2 separate regions of the Mus musculus genome follow, and region 2 is linked to region 1. The links are chromatin contacts, called in public promoter capture Hi-C maps. All regions are on one chromosome and are shown on one strand. The core of a region is the stretch at or near the end of the contact, and the rest is flanking DNA. Distances in the headings are between cores, read along the strand shown. Region 1 holds the start of Ralgapb (Ral GTPase activating protein, beta subunit (non-catalytic)). Region 2 holds the start of 2900093K20Rik (RIKEN cDNA 2900093K20 gene).

Region 1 (4,474 bases), core at 1,601-4,100:
CCCCAATACCAATATAAAAAGATAGGGGTAGGGGGACTCTTCATTGTAAACAAACTTCTTCATAATGACCTTATAATATTTAATCTACTTAATCTCATACGGCTTTAAGAATAACCAAGAACAAAGAACTAGAGAATTGACTCAGTGGTTAAGAGCACTTACTGGCTGCTCTGGCCGAGCACCCACGTTCAAGTTCCAGCAACTGCATGGAACCTGAACACAACCCTCTGTAACTTCAGTTCCAGAGGACCTGACACCTTCCTCTGGCCTCTGCAAGCACCAGACATCCAAGTAGTGCACATACATGCATGCAATCAAAATGCCCATAAACATAAAAATAAATTTTACCAAAAAAGGGGGCGGTACTAAAAACAGAAGCAATGAGAATTATTGCACTGACTTCCTTTAAAACTGGTAAGCATGTGCAGCAATGGCAGTTCAGACATTATGTAATAAACTACACCGAGTCTGTATTGTTGCTCTGATACAGAGCTGACTGTCTCCCATCAGATGGGATGAACTATAACTGCGTGCGTTGATACATACAAGGCAATAGCATCTAGACAACACTTCTTTTAGACAATGAGGAAAGGCCACATGCAAAACCCCAATGGCAATAAAAAGTCTCTCACTATAGAATAGACTGTCTACATGGAAGTTAACAATAAAATTCACCAATGTTCTTGTTTTGTTTGTTTTTGTGTGTTGATTGGTTGGGTGGAGGTTTGAGGCAGGCCTCTGTATGGAGCCCTGGCTATCCTGTCACTAACTCACTGTGCAGAGCAGGCTGGCCTTAAAGAGATACACCTGCTTCTTCCTCCTGAGTGCAGGGATTAAAGGCGTGTGCCACCTCACGCAGCTAAACCAACCAATGTTGCTGGAACATGGTCTTACATCGTGCCTTGTCATGGATAAGAATTCAACATTTTATTCATCTGCTGAATAAATGAATAAACTTAACTAGAGTATTCCTAAGGAAAAAGGAAAAAAAAACCCTAATGTTAAGAACAGCAAATATCTTTTATAAAAAAAGAAAACAGATGCCTCTGCGGCATGAGGTCTATGACATAAAGGGACTAAACACTATATTCAAAAAATGTTTGTCGGCCTCGATGTCAAAGTACTCCAAGAGGGAGAGACAGACAGACAGACAGACAGACACCAAGAAAAGCATGGTCCCTGCCATCAAAACCTTACAGAAGAGCTTAGGAGTACAACACAGAAAAACATGTGGTCAGCTACTCTACAATAATGCCAAGATGGGCAGGGCTCAGGGGAGGCAGAGGATCTTGAAGGGACTGTTGAGAGCTGGGCAATAGACAGAATTGATGCATATGAGAAGGTGTATGTGTTCGGGTAGGGTGCTGAGAAAACACGGAGGCCTGTCTTGTAGAAAGAACAGTGTATGCAAAAGTCCAGAGGCTAGAGAAACCATAACCATGAGTGCCGTATATTATGGGAAATTGTAAACCAACAGTTTTTGCAAGGAATGTATACATTTTTTTTAAAAGCTCTGCTAAGAATCCATAATTGGGTCTCACCCTCAAGGAGGCCTACCTACCAAAGGGGTGGTAGTCTGTGGATCTAAGGAAAAGTTCTCTCTTAGTGAACAGCTACCATCCTAGCACTCAGGAGGCTGAGGCAGAGAAATGGAGAGTTCCAGCAATAGAACAAGGGCGCGCTGGGGGGAAGGGAGTGACAATATGAATTTCTGCCAGTGGAATCCACGATCTTAACAAGCATCCTCCTGCACACATAAACTGGAGAGGCACTGTCAGACCTCTGAGATTACATGCTTTCACACTTGTCAAACCTCACTATAGCCCAGAACCACTAGGGGATCTCCGGAAAGACAAATACTAGAAAGATACTAGTATTTGTCTCCCCCTACCCTCTAGACATGGTGGTTTAATTAGTTTGAGGTGCTATGGCACCAGGAATCTTTTCAAAACTCCCCAAGTGATTTTTACCGTGCATCAAAGTTGGACATCCAATGACCTAATTGGTTAAGAACCTGGATCGGACTGTCAAGGCTGCTTGAGTTCAAATTACCCAGCTCTATGACCTTGGGCACCAAAGGCGCCCGATCGCTCTGGGCCTCGGTTGCCTGGTCCGTAGAATGGGGTAACAGTCCTGCCGTGCAGGGTGCTCAAATTCCCTATCTGGCCTGGGCCTGGCGGAAAGCAAGCATTTGCGGAGGGTGGCTGTTTACTCTCCTCGCAAGCGTCACCGTGCCCTGGGCAGTAGCATCCTCACCGGACGGCAGCAACTCCACCTGCCCCTCGGTGGACCGCATCCTCCCCGGAGTTGCCGCTGCCACTCCAGACCCGCCCCTGTCCCCAGGCTGCCAGGGGGGCGCTCCGCCAGTCCGACCCTCCCGGGTTCGCTCACACCCGGCAGAATCCGCGGGCCAGGACTGTGCTCCCGCGCCCGGTGCGGCCACTTCAGAACCCAGGAATGCGCCCGCCGACGCTCGGCCCCGGGAGCAGCGGAGGTTCAAAGAGCCCCTGCCTCAGTAGCTGCTGAGGAGAGGGAAAAAAAAAAAAAAAAGCACGGCGAGAGGGGAGGGTCCGGCCGCACCGCGCCGGCCGCCGCGTACCTGAGGCGACGGGCGGGGCCCGCATCGCTGGGCGGGCGCACCGCGGGCCGCACTCGGCCTGCCGCCTCACGCGACCCGCGCCATCCGGCCCGCGCTGCCACTGCCCCGGCCGGCCCTCCACCGGCAGTCAGTCCGTCCACCCGTCAGTGACTCTCCCAGGGCGCCCAGGGGACGACGAACACCGGTCGCTTGGCCGGCCGGCTGGGCTCCGTTCAAGCAACTTCCGACTGCCAGGGGCGGTGGCGTCAAATAATTCCCCAGCCGAAGGGACTACTGCGCCTGCGCGGCGCTGCTGACCCGCGACTTCTGAAGGGACCGAGTGGGCAGCGTCAAATAAGTCTCCGAGCCTGGAGCCGGAAGCTGCGCGTGCGCAGCCGTCCCAGAGGGCCGCGCGAAGCGCGATTGCCCACACCGCCCCCTTTCGGGCTTCGGTGGAGTGGGAGGAGTAAAGTGACGGACACTTACGTCATCGCGGTGCCAGCTCCAGAAGCAATCTGGCTTCTACATGTTCTTAGTGCAGAAGAGTAAGGGGCTTCTCTATGAAAAGTTGGCTACCATTCAGGCTAAAGGAATGTCTCACATCTCAGCATTGTAGCTCTTCCTTTGCCCAGCCCCTTATTACATGGGCGCAGCATTATTATGGGCAATGTCCTCGCCAGGCCTGACGTGCTTTAAAAGGATGATTCAGAACCTGTCACCAACGAGTTGTATCTGATCGGGGAGATAAGCTATTACTAACAAGAGATACAAGTTCGAGCACCTGCCATGCACCGGACGTTTTGCAAACAGTACCACTGTCAAGAATTTCGTTTCAACTTCCACGAGGAAAGTAACAACATTTTAGACGTACTCCCCACGTGTCAGGCTGAGAGGAAAGAGGGATGGAGACAGCTTCATAGAGAGCCTGGCCTTGTGACTGACCTTGGAACTCAGAGGTGGAGGGATCAGGGTGTTAGGCTGTGCAAAAAACACATTTGTATGGAAAGCAGAGAAAACGGTGACTGTCATCCTCAGAAGAGACCATGAACCAAGTAGGAGTGAAGAAGAAACTAGTGCCCTCGTAGAAGAGATAAAACAAGGATTCTTTAAGACCACAACCTCACCTACAGGAAGAGGGGAAGGGGTGGGTAACAATGTGCCAGGACAGTGTGTGGATGAAGCAGTAAAGTTCAATTAGACAGTTTTTGATAAGTGCTTTATCACATGGTCACTATTCCAAGCCCCTCTCTCCTTCCCACTTCTACACTACAGAGGCCAAAAAGCAAAGCCCCCTCCCCTGCTTGACAGCATACCAGTGAAACAAAGTTCTAGTCCATAAAGCATAAACCAAAGTTCCAAGGGAGACTTAGGATATAAAGGAAGTCCTGAGAAATTTTGTGTCCTTCAACTTTCCCCAACTTCATGATTGGAACCATGGTATAATACAATGCCAGGAGATGTGGCAGTCATTCTGAGATCTTGCAGAAGACTCTACTATAAATGTAAAACAAGGCAAAGAAACCTGCCTCTTTAGGACACACCAAGGAAACTGCATGGACTCTGTACTCCTTTCCTGCTTTAAAGAGGGTGGTGGGCCTTATTTATACCACAATCCATTGAGTTTTCTGTTACTTGCGACCACATTCCTAACACCGAATATTGAACATCTATGGAAGATCAGACTGATAGGGTTGAAGAGGAGTGGGTGATGGGAATTGGAAAAGTGACAGACACGGAGGACTGGGAATCTTTTTAAAGCACATGGAACTGCAGACATAGCTTAGTTGGTGGAGTATTTGCCTGGTGTGTTTGAGGTCCTGGGTTTGATTCCCAGTACTACACAAACCATATGTAGTAGCATATTCATCCTTGAACTTGTTACACAGAGTGCTTTGG
Region 2 (4,114 bases), core at 1,598-4,097, 5.0 Mb before region 1:
TGGGGAAATGTACACTTAACAAGTAGTAATGAAGAGACCAAGTCTGTCCTCAGGGAAGCTCCTGTTTATGTGAGCAATAGTAAATTTCTATAGTGAGGTATATTGAAAGGTGACAAAGGGGCTAGAGAGATGGCTCAGTGGTTAAGAGCACTGACTGAGCCGGGCGTGGTGGCACACGCCTTTAATCCCAGCACTCGGGAGGTAGAGGCAGGCGGATTTCTGAGTTCGAGGCCAGCCTGGTCTACAGACTGAGTTCCAGGACAGCCAGGGCTACACAGAGAAACCCTGTCTTGAACCCCCCCCCCAAAAAAAAAAAAGCACTGACTGCTCTTCCAGAGGTCCTGAGTTCAAATCCCAGCAACCACATGGTGGCTGACAACCATCTGTAATGAGATCTGATGCCCTCTTCTGGAGTGCCTGAAGACAGCTACAGTGTACTTACATATAATAAATAATAACTCTTTTTAAAAAAAGGCGACAGAGGATTTTAAAGGAAAAATGAAACAGTAAAAAAGAAATTAGGAGTGAAGGAGACTGCTGGAGTAGTCATGGAGACTCACCTGGGGAAAGGGTATGAGCAGAGACCTGAATGAAGAGGTGAGCTGTGGAGAAACAGTGTTCTAGTAGAGAACACAGCAAACCTGGGAAGTGTCTGGTAGTCAAGGCCACACAAGCAGAGGCTGCTGGAACCGAGACCCGGACCTAGGCAGATAACTTCAAGCTGACAGTGCTGTGGTCTGGCAGTGAGATGAGCGTCAGGTGTTAGAATGTGGAGGTTAAGAACAGTAACAGTCAGGAGGGAGATGGAGCCAGATTGCGTCTTCCTTTCCAGGCACCTCTTGGGTATGAAGTCATAGTCTCAGAAAGTGCCTAACTTTATGGAGGTGTGTTAACACAAAAAAGCTCCTTTTACTTTTTAGTACTTAATGTTTAAAATATGCATTGGTCATGGTGTCTGTTCACAGCAATAAACACCTAAGATGACAACTATCTGTAGAATGTGTAAAATCACAGGAATATTATGTTTGAAGATAGTAGAGTTATTACTGTTACTAGCATCTGTTACAACTGTTGTTAGCCATCAGAGAATTACAACAGGATTATTTTTTCACTGTGGGCCAGTTACTGTACAGAGAATTTGAAGGTTTTATTCAGGACCCATCACAAGCTTTATGTTCAACAGCCCTACACAGGTGCTTCTTAGCTTAGGAAAGGGTCACATCCTATTCAGCACATCACAAGTGGAAGCATCCTTAGTCTAAAACACACTTAATACAACACAGGGCACTAGGAACATCAGCTTGCCCTTGTGATCCTGTGGCTGAATGGGAAGATGCAGCAGCCCCTTCTGCGGGCCAGCATCCCCAAACTTATCACAGGGTGTATTTTAGCTTGAAAAACAAACAAACAAAAAAAAAAACAAAAAAACCGGGGCTGGCAACATGGCTCAGCGGTTAAGAGCACTGACTGCTCTTCCAAAGGTCCTGAGTTCAAATCCCAGCAACCACATGGTGGCTCACACCATGTGAGAGGGTGAGATCTGACACCCTCTTCTGGTGCATCTGAAGACAGCTACAGTGTACTAATGAATAATAATAAATAAATCTTAAAAAAAATTCAAAATCTGATGAAGTTCCCATCGAATGCAAAAGGCTTTCCCATGATTGCATTATAGAGCAGGATCAGGAAAAACAAAAAACAAACAAACAAACAAAAATAAGCAAGCAAGCCAAAGCCAAGCCAGCTGTCTGGAGACGGGGCTGTCTGTCCAGTGAAGTGTAGATTCCATTCTCTGTGGGTTGACTCTAGTTAAGCTGGACATGGCTATCCTCTCTAGCATCCACTTCTAGAAGAGGCCAGCTTGGGTTCAGGGGAAAACCCACTCTAAGGTTTAGGTGCCAGAACCAACTCTATTGAGGAAAATCGTCTTTCCACACAAGGGTCTGAAGTGGAACTCCAGAGTGGCAGGCGATGGGGAAACGTTTAAAATAGAACAGGCCCTGACAATGGCGGTAGGGGGAGGTCTTTCATAGCTCACCCTTGCCATATGGGTAACTTGTCAGATCACTAAAAACCAGAGACTAGCCGGGCAGTGGTGGTGCACGCCTTTAATCCCAGCACTTGGGAGGCAGAGGCAGGCGGTTCGAGGCCAGCCTGGTCTACAGAGTGAGTTCAAGGACAGCCAGGGCTACACAGAGAAACCTTGTCTCGAAAAAACCAAACAACAAAAAACAAAAAAAGCCAGAGACTGGTAAATTGCTTAATACCTTCTTGCAGAATTTAATATGTACGTGCATTACCCTGTATTTCCCACTTGATGCTCCCAAACCATCCTTGGAAAAACAAAAGCAAAATGCCTTCGCTGAAACCGTTTAATTTCCAGACGTTCAATTATCAAGAGATACTTCAAAATGAAGGCACGGGAGCCCGAGGCAGGGGAATCAACGCGATTTTCAGGCTGGTCTAACAAATGAGATCCTGCTTTTTTTTTTTTTTTTAAAGCAAAAACCACAAAACCTAAATAATTTCCATTCCAATTCCGGGCAGCATCCACCGCCTGGGCCTCGTCCAATTAATACCTTCTTGGCTTCTCTGCGGACCCAAAGAGACGACCCACGGCGAGGGTTGTGGACCGAGTGCAAGCGCCCTTGGTTGCATGTAAGAAACTCCGCCAAGCATTCCCGGAGGCATCAGCTGGCGCAAATACTCCCGCAGCCCACCGAATCCCGTTGGCTTGGGGACTTCAAGAGGACAAGAAGGAAGCAGGCTATGCCAGGGGAGCGGCAGCGGCTCGATAGCTGCAAGGCAAGCCGCCGCCTCACGTGACAGCGAAGAGGAAGTAGGCACGCCCAAAAGCCTGCCGGGAGCGAACCCAAGCCAGGGGGCGGAGGGAGCGAAAAGAATAACAGGAAATGACTTAAGACGCACGTGCTTCGGAGAGGGGTTGGAGCTGGGGCTTCGAGAGGCCGGGCTACCGCCGTACGCCTGCGTAGTTGCGGCGGGCCGAGCTGCCGAGTCACCGAGGTGGGAGGAGCGTGAACGGTGGGCAGGGCGCGAGCCGAGGTTGCGCAGGCGCAGTACAACTCTAGAGGCGCGGGCCACCCTATCGGTGGGGTTTGGATCCGGGTCAGACAGACGCGGCGGACGCGGAGAGACGCTCGGAGCCGACGGGGCCGGATTCCCGGGAGCGCCCCAGCTGCGAGGAGGTGAGTGGCCGGACGGGACGAGGAGGGCCGGGGACGTCGTGTCCGCCAGGCCTCCCACCCGCGGGAGGCGGAGTCCGGCCCTCCCGTCTGGTCGCGGCGTTTCCCTGCGCCGACTGCCCGGCCCGGCCCTCGGCTGCCGCGGCCTGGAGTGCCAAGTTGCGCGGCCTTCGCTTCCCGCCTTCCTGCGTTCCCGCGGTGTCCGGGCCGCGCCGGCCACAGCTTCCCCTTTCGCTCTCCTTGCCGCCCTTTGCCCCTTCCCGCCTTTTCCCGCCCTGCGAGTCGCACTCCTCTCCGCTTGCGTCCTGCGGCTTCTGCGCCGCAGCTTCACTCCTGCCTCCTCTCGGAGTCCGTGGTTGGCCGGGGCGGACAGGGTAAAAGCCGAGACAGCTCCCCGCTTGGGTGTCCCCGGGTTCTGACCTTTTCCCAGCCGACTCCGCTTAACCGTGATAGGCAGAAAGGAACGAACGTGTCGCTTTGCCTGTAGTCCTGTGATTTTGAGGGGTTGAGTGGGTGTGCCCAGAGAGGTGTGGATGTGTTCTCGTCCTAGGGACAGATTGATTCTATCCGGGCCGTTCTGGATAGGGTTGGTTAGTTTGTTGTTGTTGTTTTTCCTTTTCGGGACTCTGTAACTTTGAGAGGTTTGGGGAGATTTCTCCGCTTTAACTTTGTGAGGACGCGTGCAGATCTCATTTTCGTGCTGCTGAAAATGAGAAGTTCGACCGGAAACTTAAGGAGAGCTTAGTTTAAAGCTTCAGAGGTGTAAGCAAGACACTGCACACGGTATTGGTGGAAAGAAACTGGGATGTGATTTGACTTAAAACCACGAAAAGTAACTTCTTATGGGCCTTTTGCAAGTCTGAGGTCTTTGGGCATTCTTTGGAAGTAAGAGCAGTGAAGGGGTAATAGGA

Evidence for each region. Promoter capture Hi-C pulls out the DNA fragments that hold promoters and counts their contacts.
Region 2: a contact with region 1 is called in a promoter capture Hi-C map of pre-B cells. The contact joins the promoter of 2900093K20Rik here to the promoter of Ralgapb in region 1. A contact is called at or near these places in 1 of 39 promoter capture datasets (pre-B cells) and 1 of 484 Hi-C or Micro-C datasets (CD4 T cells).

The regions. Positions count from the first base shown.
Region 1 is chr2:158,408,229-158,412,702 of GRCm38.p6, reverse strand. It overlaps Ralgapb (Ral GTPase activating protein, beta subunit (non-catalytic)), which reads right to left and starts at 2,850. Exons shown (of 30, transcript NM_001291138.1): 1 at 2,600-2,850.
Region 2 is chr2:163,418,504-163,422,617 of GRCm38.p6, reverse strand. 2900093K20Rik (RIKEN cDNA 2900093K20 gene) reads right to left here and starts at 2,847. Exons shown (of 1, transcript NR_151490.1): 1 at 2,257-2,847. It overlaps Oser1 (oxidative stress responsive serine rich 1), which reads left to right and starts at 3,148. Exons shown (of 4, transcript NM_025699.2): 1 at 3,148-3,206.